2 separate regions of the Hordeum vulgare genome follow, and region 2 is linked to region 1. A link is a contact called in public Hi-C data. All regions are on one chromosome and are shown on one strand. The core of a region is the stretch at or near the end of the contact, and the rest is flanking DNA. Distances in the headings are between cores, read along the strand shown. Region 1 has its middle 150 kb from the start of LOC123439565. Region 2 holds the start of LOC123443054 (DEAD-box ATP-dependent RNA helicase 14).

Region 1 (6,553 bases), core at 1,264-3,763:
CAATTATTAAAAATTGTCATGATCCATGAATAAAATTTTCCATGGTTAATTTGTAAAATTGGCAATGGTCAATTAATAAAAGTTACCATGAAGAGTAGTTGAAATACAATGGTAGCCTTAAATCGAGAAAAAAAGAGATACAATATGTCATCGCAATTTTCTTGTAAACACTATGGCAACTTTTGTGTAAACATCATAGCAACTTTTGGCCCCAAAAAAGGTCATCGGGGTATATCAATATGATATCTAATTTCGAACATCTCATCGAGACGGATTTAATGGTAAAAATGGTTTTTAATTGGATTTTTATTTAAAAGATAAATAAATTTAAGTCAAAAAAAAAAATCTGCCGATGTCATATGTTTGATGTGTCAAAATAAATGATTATAAAGGTCGACGCACCAGATCTTCGAAACTAGATCTCATATGAATATGTTTTGACGACTTTTTTGTGTTAAAAATTACCATGTCTATTGCATATAAATTGTTATCTTGATTACATTGAAATTGTGATCATATATTTCAACTGCTTTTTTCTATGTTTAAAGTAAATTTTAACATGTTATAAAAAAATTAAGAAACTATTTTTTCCATAATGAATTACTAAAATTTTCCATGATTCATGAAATAATTTTGACAAGCTTCATAATAAAAATAAAATATCCCCTCAATTAACTTAAGACTGCATGGTCAATGACTCACATTTTCCATGAACTATAGACTAAAATTTTCATGATGAATTACTTAAATTTGGCATGATATACGCACTAAAATTTGCTATGGTTATTGAAAAAATATTTTCCATGTTCAAAATAATAGAATTGCCATTGTCATAATACTAAAATTGCCATGATCTATAAGCCCAGTTTGCCATGATAAATTATTAAAAATTGTCATGATGTATGAATAAAATTTTCCATGGTTAATTACTAAAATTTGCAATGGTCAATTAGTAAAAATTATCATGAAGAGTAGTTGAAATACAATGGTAGCTTTAAATCTAGAAAAAAAGAGATACAAGATGTCATGGCAACTTTAGTGTAAACATCATAGCAACTTTTGGCCCCAAAAAAGGTCATCAGAATATACCAATATGGTATCTAATTTTGAATATCTCATCAAGACGGATTTAATGATAAAAACAGATTTTTAATTGGATTTTTATTTAAAAGATAAAAAAAATAAGTCTAAAAAATATCTGCTGATGTCGTATGCTTGACGTGGCAAAGTAAATGATTATAAAGGCGTGTGGATCATGTTGCCTTCTGCCACACTTATGTACGTTATCATTTAGGTGTTCTATTAATAATAAGTGAATGAGCCAATCTTATTACTGTAGACGTTTCAACAAAACATCGTACTAATTTGCTTCGTGCGAGTTATTCTTGTTGCGCCATTCATCGCTCTACACGATGGAAAACAACTTAACCTGTAGACCAGTTTTTTTTTGCTTTTTTATGATTTTTTTCCTGTTTTATTGCTTGTTTAAAACAGTTCAGAGTTTTAGACAAATTTTACAAACTTAAAATAGCTGTAATTAAAAAATGTTCACGACTTGAAAACCGGATATCCTTAGAGTTTGGATGATTTTTTTTGAATTTTTGTAGAACTATGTTTTAGCAGTTATGGACATTTTTTATATTTGATGAACAAATTTTAAATTCTATGATCATTTTTCTTAAATTTCATGAACAAAATGTGAAGTCAAGAACTTTTTTAATTAAATGAACATTTTCTAATACGATGAACATTTTTAAAATATATGATTTTTGAATTCAATGCTCATTTTGTGAATTCGACGATTATTTTTAATTTGATATTTTTTAAATTACTAAACACATTTGATTTATTTTTTATTTTTGAATCAATAGAAAAAAATGATTTTTTTAATTTTAGAATCTTTTCGGATAAATATGTTTTTGGAAATGGATGCACATTTTCTAAAAAGACAACTTTCAAAACCGGATATTTAGGCCCCTCACATGCGAAAAACTAGGGTCGTTTTGCGTTTGATTTCAGCTGGTTTGATCACTTGCGGGCGAGCAAATCAAGCAATAAGGTGCCTAGAGCAGCGACTCTAGACTCACCGATGAGCAGCAGCGTGAGCACATCGGAAGGGACCGTCGGGGTGTGGGTCATTTGGTGGGAGCGAGGAAGCGACGGAGTCGATGGTTAGTCGTCGATAGGTGCATGAGTGCGAGTGCAGTGCGGGGTGAAGGCCGAGTATATTTAGCCGTCCGCAGGGCCATCGAAAAGTGGCAGCAAATTTTACTCGACCGGGTGAAGGTCGAGTATATTTAGCCGTCCGCGGGGCCGAGGAATATTTTTTTACTCTACTATACACATTAGGAGTTCAAGTAGGTATCCGTTAGAGGAGTAAACTGATTTTTTACGCCCTAACCGGATTTAGGGGATCACATACCCTTAGTTTGTGTGCATTGCTTGACCGTGCTTGCTTGTGTGTGGAGGTTGGCTGGCGCAAAAGCATGGAGGGCCATCAGCTCTTGGGCCACTGGTGTGGAGGCCCTATGGGTGTAGAGTCATGAATTGTGGGGCATGGGCCATAGAAGGCGACACCCTGAACATTATAACTTTATCCTAATTTTTTCGAGAAAACTGAAGCCTCATCGGCTTATTATATAAAAAGCTCATTATATAAAAGAAAAACTGGTGATTTATCCTACCTTTAATCTCCCTGACCCATTGAAAGATACAACATCTCCATCCATGAGGGTAGCTCCAAGGTTTTTATACTAGTGGATAATTCACGTAGACATCTCAAGACTACAAACATGCAAAAACTTCAATGCCGCTTTGGTTTCGGCCAACGACTTGTTTTAGAAAACCAAGAAACTTGCTCAGGTTCTCTTGGATAGTGGACCATCTATGACAAAGAAAGCACGGGCAACGCCTGCTAATGATTGGGTGAGGCACCACATATTCTTAATATTGGACTCCTTTATGTCTGGTTCGAGATGCAGGATCCGTGCTAGTGTTCAACTAACTATAAACCAACAAAGCATCTTCAAACTATGTGAATGCTGGACTTCTTGGCTTCAGTACCTTCTTCTTTTTTGTGCCTAATGTTTGCCTAACTCCAAACACGAGAGATTTGGGACCCTCATGTCAAATTGAAATGCTCTTGTCAATTTATTATGTTAAGCATTATTTGGTCCTACAATATGCATCGCAACTAATGTATCATCTTACAAGTTTGATCAAATAATATGTGCAACAAATGAATTGACCAGTGCAAATGTCATATGAGACAAAGAATATACCGAGTCTGGTTGGACCATATTGTCGAACAATATGTGTGCATGTGTAATGCCCAATATGCGGTCCTATCCCCACGAAACTTGAAAGTATCGCTAAGGATAGAAGTGCATATCGGAGACACTTTAGCAAGATGGATATCATCAGAAATACATGTACTGAAGAAAATAAAATGAAAGATATGGGCTTACACTCACCACAAGTTACGACATGAATATCTCAATACATCAATACATAGTAATCATCATATATAAGAGCAGGATCCGACTACGGATGAAAACAAATGAAAGAAGATGACGCCGACCTTGCTAATCCCACGCTGTCAACCTCGAAGCCATCCTATGATCTTCGAAGAATAAAAAGAATAAGAACTCCAAATCGAACAAGCATCACTTTACCTATACCTGGACCTTGTGTTGTAGTAATCTGTGAACCTTTAAGGGACTCAACAATCTAGTTTCAAAGTGTACCAATACTAAAAAAGCTTAATGGATAAGGAATGGTTAAGTGGTGAGGCTACAAGAAGCACTAAGCATTTGCATCTGACTAACATACGAGTACAAGAAGAAGAAGACTATTTTACGCATAAACGATCATGAACTGGTAACGATCTAGAAGTGATCGTGAACACCTGCTTACTATTCAGTCATAACCCCACCGTGTTCACTTCTTGGTTCAAACATCACAAAAGAGACGATCACAGTTCTGCACACCGTTGGTGTATTTTAATTGAGTCTAATTCTAAGTTCTCGACAACCGTATTTTATAACTTTCCAAATCCCCCCATATTCGTGGGCACGACTTTCCAAAAAAATTAACCCTATTGGGATGCTCCAAGTAGTCCATCACAAATTACCACACACATCCGATGGAAAACCTCACACCATGAGTTCATGATGCTATAAGGTATCCTAGTCGACAAGCCTCTCATCAAAGATAAAACCAAACCAGCAAGACCTCCTGACGTGTCAATCTACTGATAGGAGCCGTGTATCTCGTTATTAGGACAAGGTGGATAAGCAACATGTACGTGTAAAACTAGACCTCGAGTTTCTCCATGGTGGCCCTGCACAATGTAGTTTCCTAATGCTGGTGGCCCTAGCTAGTGGTGAGACGAGGCACATACTAATCTCGATCGCTCTAGTTTCGGACCAACACTATTGTATGAATGCAGTATGTCTACCAGAGGAGGGGGTGAATGTGAGTTTAAAATTTTCTTTATAAAACTTAAACTCACAGAACCCTACAATGGAATGAAAGGAAACTAAGCTACAACTAGAAGCAACTAGAGTATGAAAAGACATAACAACTCAAGCATCGAAGGAAATAACATGATTGATATGCTTCGTAGAACACCGAAGGTAATGATCAAAGTTGTCAAAATCGTGACTCAAGTCTTAGAATCTTACGACTTTACGATCCAAACTAGCCCCTCCGATTCTACGATTTTGCTCATAGAATCTAAGATTCTAGGATCCTCGTAGTTATGATTCTACGATTCACGATCCTACCAACGGAGCTCCGATCCGATTCAGAATCGCGATTCTGACAGCCTTGGTAATGATAGATGCGATAAGAATCACCGTGAATGCTCGATGGCAACAAGGTGTTTGATAGACCAGTTCGCCCTTCTACAAAATGACTATGTCTCGTTGGAGGGGCTGTGACTTAACACCAAAGATAAATTCTCTTCACCCTATTCTCCTCGACAATTGGTTCATCATCCATTCCCGATTCCTCATGGTAGATACTTGAGGTGATCTTCGAACCTTTACATACTTCTTCGAGAACCACAATTACTCTTGGTTTCTTAAGACTTTGACACCTAGCTGTCTAGAGAGTTGGCATCTCTCAAGAGTAATAGGTGGAGCGTACTAGACTCAGATTTGAGTGATGCTAAACCATTGTCTAATTTTCTGGTTCTGGGATTTTCTCTCGGTTGATTTTAAATTCAAATCACTCAGGAGAGAGGGTATCTCACAAATACCTCGGAATCAAATGGAGCAACCAACTGATAAATCCGGTGTGGGGTGGCTATTTATAGCCTAAGCCTTCCATGAATGAAAATGACCATTTTGGACATGCGGTCCAGCCAATTGCCAACCGACACGTTCTCAACGATCGGATTTTAAGACAATGATAACATTAGTTGAGGAACAAGTAATGTTAACTACTCAGTCTAAGACAAATCTCTTGCAGCGAATAAGAACACAATCTCTTGTTGGTGAGTATTTCCTCACAACACAAAAAAATTTCTCACTCAACTCATATAGGATTTGATTTAGCACGAGCGAATCAAAACTTTTGAACTTAATACCCCTCTTAGTATTACGGTGGTCCTATGACTCAATGAAAGAGAAAAAGAACAATGAAACAAAAACTACGTCTTCACTTTGTCTTCATGTTCTCAGTTGCGGTCATATCCTTCGGATAGACAACAAACCAATTGCTTAGCGTTAACAGTTTTTAGGGGCCACTCTTGTCCGCATAACTTGATGTGATAATACTTTCTGCAATGTAGGAGATTATCTTTGGAGTTTGACCAAACTCCTCGAGACTCCACGTACGTGTTACTCTCTTTGCATAGCAAACACGTCGGTATCTCACTGAATATGTCAACAAACTCCAAAACACAAGGAGGCAAATCATTGCACCAACAATCTCCACCTTTTTAGACGATGGTTGACAAAACAGATAATCATCAAAGAAGAGATAGATGATGAAATAGACCCCCCCCTAAATGTATGCAAATATAAAAATTTGTGATAAGCTTTCCTGCAAATACCTGTGTGTAAGGAGGAAATTTCAATCAATCGAGATGTTATAATTGCACTTCTAAGATAAGTTTCATCGAGAGCGAAGTGCAATCATTCATAACTTCCGATAATAAGTCCACCTGCAAAATGGATGCTTAAAAAAATGTAGTATCAGGTGGTACATCCCAAATGTATCTACTTCTCCAAACACTTTTGCAATTTTTTGGACTCTAATTTGCATGATTTGAATGAAACTAACCCAGACTCACACTATTTTCAGCAGAACTGCTGTTTTTGCGCATAAATAAAAGTTCTGGAATTGGACGAAACTTTTTGTGGATTTTTTAGGAATATATAAACATAATGGAGGGAAGACCCACCAGAGGGGGGCCATGTGTTGGTGCCAAGCTAACAGGGTGCGCCCACCCCCTGGGCGTGCCCTGATGTCTTAGGGCCACCTCGTGTCTCCTCCGACCCTAATTCTAGTCCTATAAATTCCTAATTCCGGAGAAAAAAGAGAT
Region 2 (6,600 bases), core at 2,204-4,703, 880 kb before region 1:
CTAGCAATGTGGATACACAAGTGAAGTAAGTGGTCTAAGAGTAGATCAGTGTAATACACGCATAAAGATAGAAGGAACATACAGTAGATGAAATTCTTGATGATCTACCAAACTTGATTGCTTCATCTTGAATCTGTGTTGCCAATTCCCTAGTTGGAGACAGAACTAACACGGTTGGCCCGTCCCTTGAATTGTGTCGTAGGTTCTTAACAAGTATAAACCCTGGGAGTAGATAACCCAGGGTTTTTCCAGAACCTGTCTTCGCCACAGCTACAATATCACTACCTTTTAGAGCAATCGGCCACGATTGAGCTTGGATAGGACTTGGTGCAGAGAATCCTGCTTGCTGCACCTGTAGACATGAGTAATATGTGAACAACTGAGTACTTGTATCTCATACAACCTAAATATACAAGCCCAATGTACAATAGGACAAAAAGGGAAAGGTTCCCTATGATATAACAATTTAGCTATATACTACCTCCGTTCCTAAATATAAGTCTTTTTAAAGATTTCACTACGGACTACATACGGAGCAAAATGAGTGAATCTACACTCTAAAGTATGTCTATATACATCCGTATGTAGTCTATAGTGAAATCTCTACAAAGACTTATATTTAGGAATGGAGGAAGTAGAAACTAATTCAGGTATATTGTAGCTAAATATGAAAAAACAAAACAAAGAGCATAGTTTTCAAACCATAGCAGGCTGGTTAAGACAACAGAACATGTTGAACTCCAATTAAAATTGTTGACTTCAAATATAGTACAAGGTATTGCTACTTGTATGCATTATGCTCACATACCTCCCTTAGAATCTCCGATGGGAAGCCAGTGGACTGAAACGACATGAATGGCGGTGGAGCTTCCCTTCCCGGGCACTGAAAGGTGTGGAATAAGTAAGTAACATCACACATAACAACAAGAAGTGATTGGGGGCATAAAAGAAGTTGAACACATACAATAATAGTAATCTCGTGCTTTTTACGGTATGCATCTACCGACATGTTTCCATTGGCAGCCTGCGGAGCTGGGTTAGTAGAAGGCATGGGGGCAGGATTTACTCCAGCTGAAGGGCGCTGCTGAAAAAGAAGATAGCATGTTACCATTGGGGAACAGAACAAGATCTGCATCACAGTTAATGTGGCACTCCTGCGGCATTTATAGAGCAATGCAGTATTAAGTAAGTGACCTGTAACGTGCTAGAAATATGTTACCTCAAAAGAAGGATCGTTCCTGGCCTTGTGATCAGCAAAGGGCGCATTCTGCATGCGGTTTCCGGCAGATTCAGTGTGCCGCTGAAAACAAAAACGGCATCTTATGATACTGCATAGTAAATGAAATAGACCCCCCCCCCCTTCTTCAGGAGTCGTGACAGTTATCAGTAGGCTTAACAAACTAAAATTTCCGCACTTTTTGAGAGTACGCCAAGGCATAACATATTTTTATAGAAGGCAGAGAAACATTACAAGAAGACTCTCCCTCGCTGCGAACAGCAAGGGTAGCACAAACTCCACACTAAAGTTAATCTGAAGACTAACCACCGCACAAATTACAACCGCAAAGCAAAAGGGCCTGCCCTTAAAAGAACATCACAGACCAACTCTGGCCACCTCCAAGGAGTAACTACTCCAACAGAACTTCCCTTGTCGACGCACCAACCACCCTTGAAGGCCTAAAAGAGACAGCAGGTGGGTGGCAGGACTCGGTCAGCCCGAGGAAGCCATCGTCTTGGACTCACCAGTGCCGGCATAGATAGCAACCCTGAAGATCAACCCAGAACCGCAGCAAACGCCAGACAAGTTTCCGGTTCATAGTTTTAAGTGGCATTGCTATTCTAAATCATGCTTCTGTTAATGATGTGACAAGTACAGTGCAAAGCCTAAAATGTAACCGCAACATGCTACATGACAGAAAAAACTAAACTCCTCTACCTCCTAGTTAATGGCATTTGTGTGGGTTGCCCAAAGAACTGAACTTCATGCTGAACAATCAGTGGCATTCATGTTGCAAAGCATGCTCATCTAGATGTCTACGTTATGAGACAGATACAACGCGGAATAAACAAAAAACAATGTAACAGTAACATGCGAATGATGGGAAGATGAGGAGAAAAAATCCCACCTTCGAATGATCGGGAGGCACACGCATTCTGCAGCTTGCGCTTGCGGCTGCTAAGCGACAAACGAAAAAAATCAAGCTACAGAAGCGGCAGGGGAGGAACAAAACCCCAAAAATGGGAGATCACTTGGGAGTTACCTCCGGCGGGTCTCTGTGCCTGGCCCTGCTATCTAAATCTGTGAGCAGCGGCAAACACCAGAGATATTTGCGGTTCATAGTTCAAGTGGCATTGCTATTGTAAGTCATGCTTGTGTTAATGATGACACAAATACAATGCAAAGCACATACATAATGTAATCCCAACATGCAATAGGCCAAAATAAACTTCTCTGCCTCCTAGTTAGTGGCGTTCGTGTTGTAAACCATGGTTTTATACATTATGAGACAGATACAACGCGAAACAAACAAACAAACAAACAATGATGTAACAGTAGCGTGCGAACGATGAGAAGATGAGGAGGAGATAACCCTACACCTCCAAATGATGGGGAGGCCACGCGCATTTCACGAGCGGCTCGCCGCAACTTGACCCTGCAGCCGCTATGCGACAAACGAACGAATCACAAAGGAAATCTCGTGCGTGCGTACATTTACTTACACCCCAGAAATCAAGCTACAGAAGCGACGGGGGAGGTAAGAAAAAAACCCAAAGCGAAGGGGGGAGGGAGATGGTTTGGGCGTTATACCTCGGGCGGGTCTCTGTGCCTGGCCCTCTCGTCGTGGTGGTACTGGGGCTGCTGGACGGGAGCGGGGGCGGGGGCCGGGGCCGGGGCGGGGGCGACGGGGGGAGGAGGGCCGGTGGGGCGGTCGTAGGTGACGGCCTTGGTCTCCGGGTTCCAGAAGTAGAGGTAGCCGGTGGTGCCATCGATGAGGCCCCTCCAGGGCTTGGGCAGCGTCGGATCTTCCGGCGCGTAGCGCGGCGCCGCGGACGCCATTCCTCCTCCCAACCCTACGCGGAAAGGAAAAGAAAGAGGGGAATCAGATCAAGAAGACCAAGCCGCAATGCGCTCGCGGGGCGAGGCGGGACGGAGGAGATCGGAGGGACGGGCGGACGAACCCTAGCGATCGGCGGCGCGGGCGCGAGGGGGGTGCTGGCGGCGGCGCGGCGGACGGAGGAAGGGGTGGGGGAGGGAGCCCTGGGTGTCGCGCTGTGGCTGCGCGTTGCCCTTTGCTGTGGGTGGGTGTGGGAACCCTTTCCTTCCTCGTCGATGCGGGGCGCGGCGGTCGCCTGGTTAAGTAGGGTGGGTGGGGGCCGAAGGCCGATGGAAAAGTAGTCCCAGGAATGGGAGCGGAGGCGTCGATGGTGTGGTGGTGCCTCGCTCACACACCTGCCCTGGCCTGACCCTGACCCCGGCCGGGCGAGCGAGGAATGGTACTGACAGGGTGGCCAGCTGAGACAAGTGGTGGTGGGATCGGGAAGCTCGAAAAGTGCAAGGCCCTCGCCCGCGCACGGCACGGCCCGGCCCGGCCCGAGGTTCGTTGCTTCTTTGCTGCTTTCGGCCCGCACACCGCCTAGCCCAGCTACTGCTTTGCTTTAGTTCTGGCAAACGCTCTCGCCTGCTTCTTCGTGTGCGTGCCTGTTCTCGTCTCACGGAAAAGCAGAAATTATCCGCATGTTTAAAGAGGAGGAGAAATGACAAGTACGGAGGAAAAATACGTCCTCCATGCACGGTGAACAGCGAAAGAACACGGGCGGAGGCAAATACGTCTTTGCCTTGACTATAAACGTTCTTGTTTGAGGCTAACGCTTTGCTATTGAACTTCACCGAACACGTGCCTTGGAAAACCTGGTGAGGGCATCGCTGACCCGCATACATTCCAAACATTTTTTCTACAAATTCGAATGAAATCCATGCAAAGACAGATTTTATATTACCAAACGGAAACATTTACATTTTTAATATATTTTTACTAAAATGGTCAAAACTATGTGCAAGTCCGGCCCCGCGGAGCTTCATTCCAACTACACGGATACATTATGCTAGTCAGGGTCGACCGTATGGAGCTCTAATCTCACGACACGTATACATTATATTACTCTACGGTCGGCCGCGACGGATCCCTTTGTATTCCCATGCATGTCAGTCCACTCATCGGACTGCCAGGAGCCCCAGAGGTATATTCTTCCCCCATATCTTCCCTATCTCTGCCTATGCCGCTCATCTGAGTGGTAAATGGGGTGCTTCAGCCGGAGGTGAAGGGGGCATCCACTTCCATGAAGCGCGGATAAGGGTTGGTTTTTAGGGCGGGGACGATGGTGGCCCGCGAGAGAGGGCGAGACATCGGTTGTGTACGCCGCCGACGCGTCGACGCCTAGGTGGCGGCCGCGAACGTGTTGGTCGTCGCCTCGTCAATCTCAAAGCCGATTTCTTTCTCCGTCGGCGGGGCACGATTCTGAGAATGTTGACGTCGAATGGCTCGGCGTCTGGCCTCATCCACGACAACCACGATGCTCATTCCGTCGTGCTGGCCTGGAGGCTAGAGCAACTCGCCACTACTCCGCGAGCTGGCTTGGAGCAGCAAGTTGTTCAAACATGCACCAGCACGGAGCGGCCACTTGCTCCGTTGGGCTCGACGAGCGAGGTGGAGCAATGTGTTGCTTGGCTCGTATCCGACGGGCTCGACGGGCCACCAGTGGGCTTTTATAAGACACAACTGATCTTCCTGCTCGTCGTATGCCATGGAAAGGGTTGAGAAAATGGTGGAAGGAGCAAATAGGGAGCGGAGGAGTGGTACGATTCTGTACCGACGTCTGGCCTCCCTTATATAGCGGGTGGGCGCGAGGAGCTTGTCCGTTGTTGTGTTTACTGTCGACCAACTCGTGAACGGACGGGTGGTCGGAGTAGGTTTTTGGACACATGCACGAGTTTATTGAAGGCGTTTGAATGCGGCGAGGGAGGCGTGTTCAGCCAGGTGTGTAGCGGGCGGCGCTTTCTAGACCGACAAACTGATAACCCACAAGTATAAGGGATCATTTGTAGCCTTTTTGATAAATAAAAGTGTTGAAGCCAACGAGGAGGTAGAATTAATATTTTCTCAAGTTATCGATGACTGATACAATTCTACGCGCTAACGCTTACTTTACCTAGGACAAGAATAAAATTACTTTGTAGGTGTATCTCGGTAGGTTTGCAAAATAATAAAGAACGCAGAAATAAAAATTAGGTGTTGTTTTAATAAAGAGTAATTAAGTTAGTATAGTGAGTGTGGAAAGTGATGGTAGGATTTGCAAGATTGTCCTCGACAATTGATAACAAGATCGATAATCATTATTGCAATTTTATATGAAGGAGAGGCATAAGCAAATACTTTCTGTATTTGAATCACATGAACTTATGATTGAAAATCTAGCAAGAATCGACAACTACTCGAGATCATTAAGGTAAAACTAACCGTAGCATTAAGTGTAAAGTCTCCTTTATCCCATGTGCAGCAATTGTTTTATTCGGGTTTAACCTTCTGCCACTCCCGCAACCCACTATAAGTGAATCATGAACATATTGAAACATCCTACAACGGTAATCTCCCACGAGTGCACGACACAAAAGACATCATAGGACAACACTAAAATAAAATATGCAACTCAAACCAATCAAGATCATCAATCAATCCATAGAATAAAAGAGATCTTTCCAAATATCATAAGATGACTACACATCATTGGATAATAATATATAACATAAAACACCATGTTTAAATAGGGGATACATCAGGTAGTTCTTCTCTATTCCGCGTCCTTATTTTCTGGCTGGACGTTGTTTCTTTTATATCCGGAGATATATAACTCCGATCGAAGAAAAGCTCCAACCGACTTACGGGGTGCCCACAAGGCACCTACCCACGCCTTGGGGGTAGGCGCGCCCCTGCCTTGTGGCACGTGTGGGCCCCTCTTTTGTTGGTTCTTGCACCAAAAATCACATAATTTCATAAAAAATATCTATAAAATTTTATCTTGTTTGGACTTCGTTTGATATGGATTTTTGCGAAATAAAAAAACATGCAAAAAACATGAACTGTCGATGGGCGTTAGATTAATTTGTAGTCCAAGAAAATCATATGAGTTATTACAAAAAGTATGTGAAAGTGATTAATTAATAACACGAAACATTCAAAAATTATAGATATGACAAAGATGTATCGTCATCCCCAAGCTTAATTCATACTCGTCCTCGAGTAGGTAAATGATAAAACGAACATAATTTTCATATGGAATGCTACCTATAATAATCTTGATCAAATAATATTATCATGGCATGAATATTAGGATAGGAATGATTCAATGCAGTGGTCTATCAATTTGATATTGGAGCAATAATATAAAACATGCATGTAATTCGTCATTGTCTTTCATGATAATGAAGTTAAAGAAAACAACATCTATACCCTTGATTATGATAAGCATGGCACGCTTAGCCTTCCCTGCATAGATATATCAAATGAAGAGTACCCCGGTGCAAAACCAAGCAATTGTATTATA

What was found. Hi-C and Micro-C count contacts between places; a contact is called where the count stands out from the background.
Region 2: a contact with region 1 is called in a Hi-C map of leaf, with 3 times the contacts expected there. The contact joins the promoter of LOC123443054 here to the enhancer-like site in region 1. A contact is called at or near these places in 2 of 6 Hi-C or Micro-C datasets (leaf and seedling).

What each region holds. Positions count from the first base shown.
Region 1 is chr3H:79,966,996-79,973,548 of MorexV3_pseudomolecules_assembly, reverse strand. No RefSeq gene overlaps it. Among protein-coding and RNA genes, the nearest start is that of LOC123439565, 150 kb to the right of the region's middle. Within about 2 kb of position 2,513, at least 1 of the 3 cell types and tissues checked has open chromatin away from gene starts, as enhancers often do. A contact at or near this core is called in leaf, where this site is marked.
Region 2 is chr3H:80,849,299-80,855,898 of MorexV3_pseudomolecules_assembly, reverse strand. LOC123443054 (DEAD-box ATP-dependent RNA helicase 14) reads right to left here and starts at 3,453. Exons shown (of 12, transcript XM_045119292.1): 1 at 3,181-3,453; 2 at 2,810-3,072; 3 at 1,220-1,300; 4 at 965-1,084; 5 at 809-883; 6 at 83-352. The coding sequence starts at 3,058.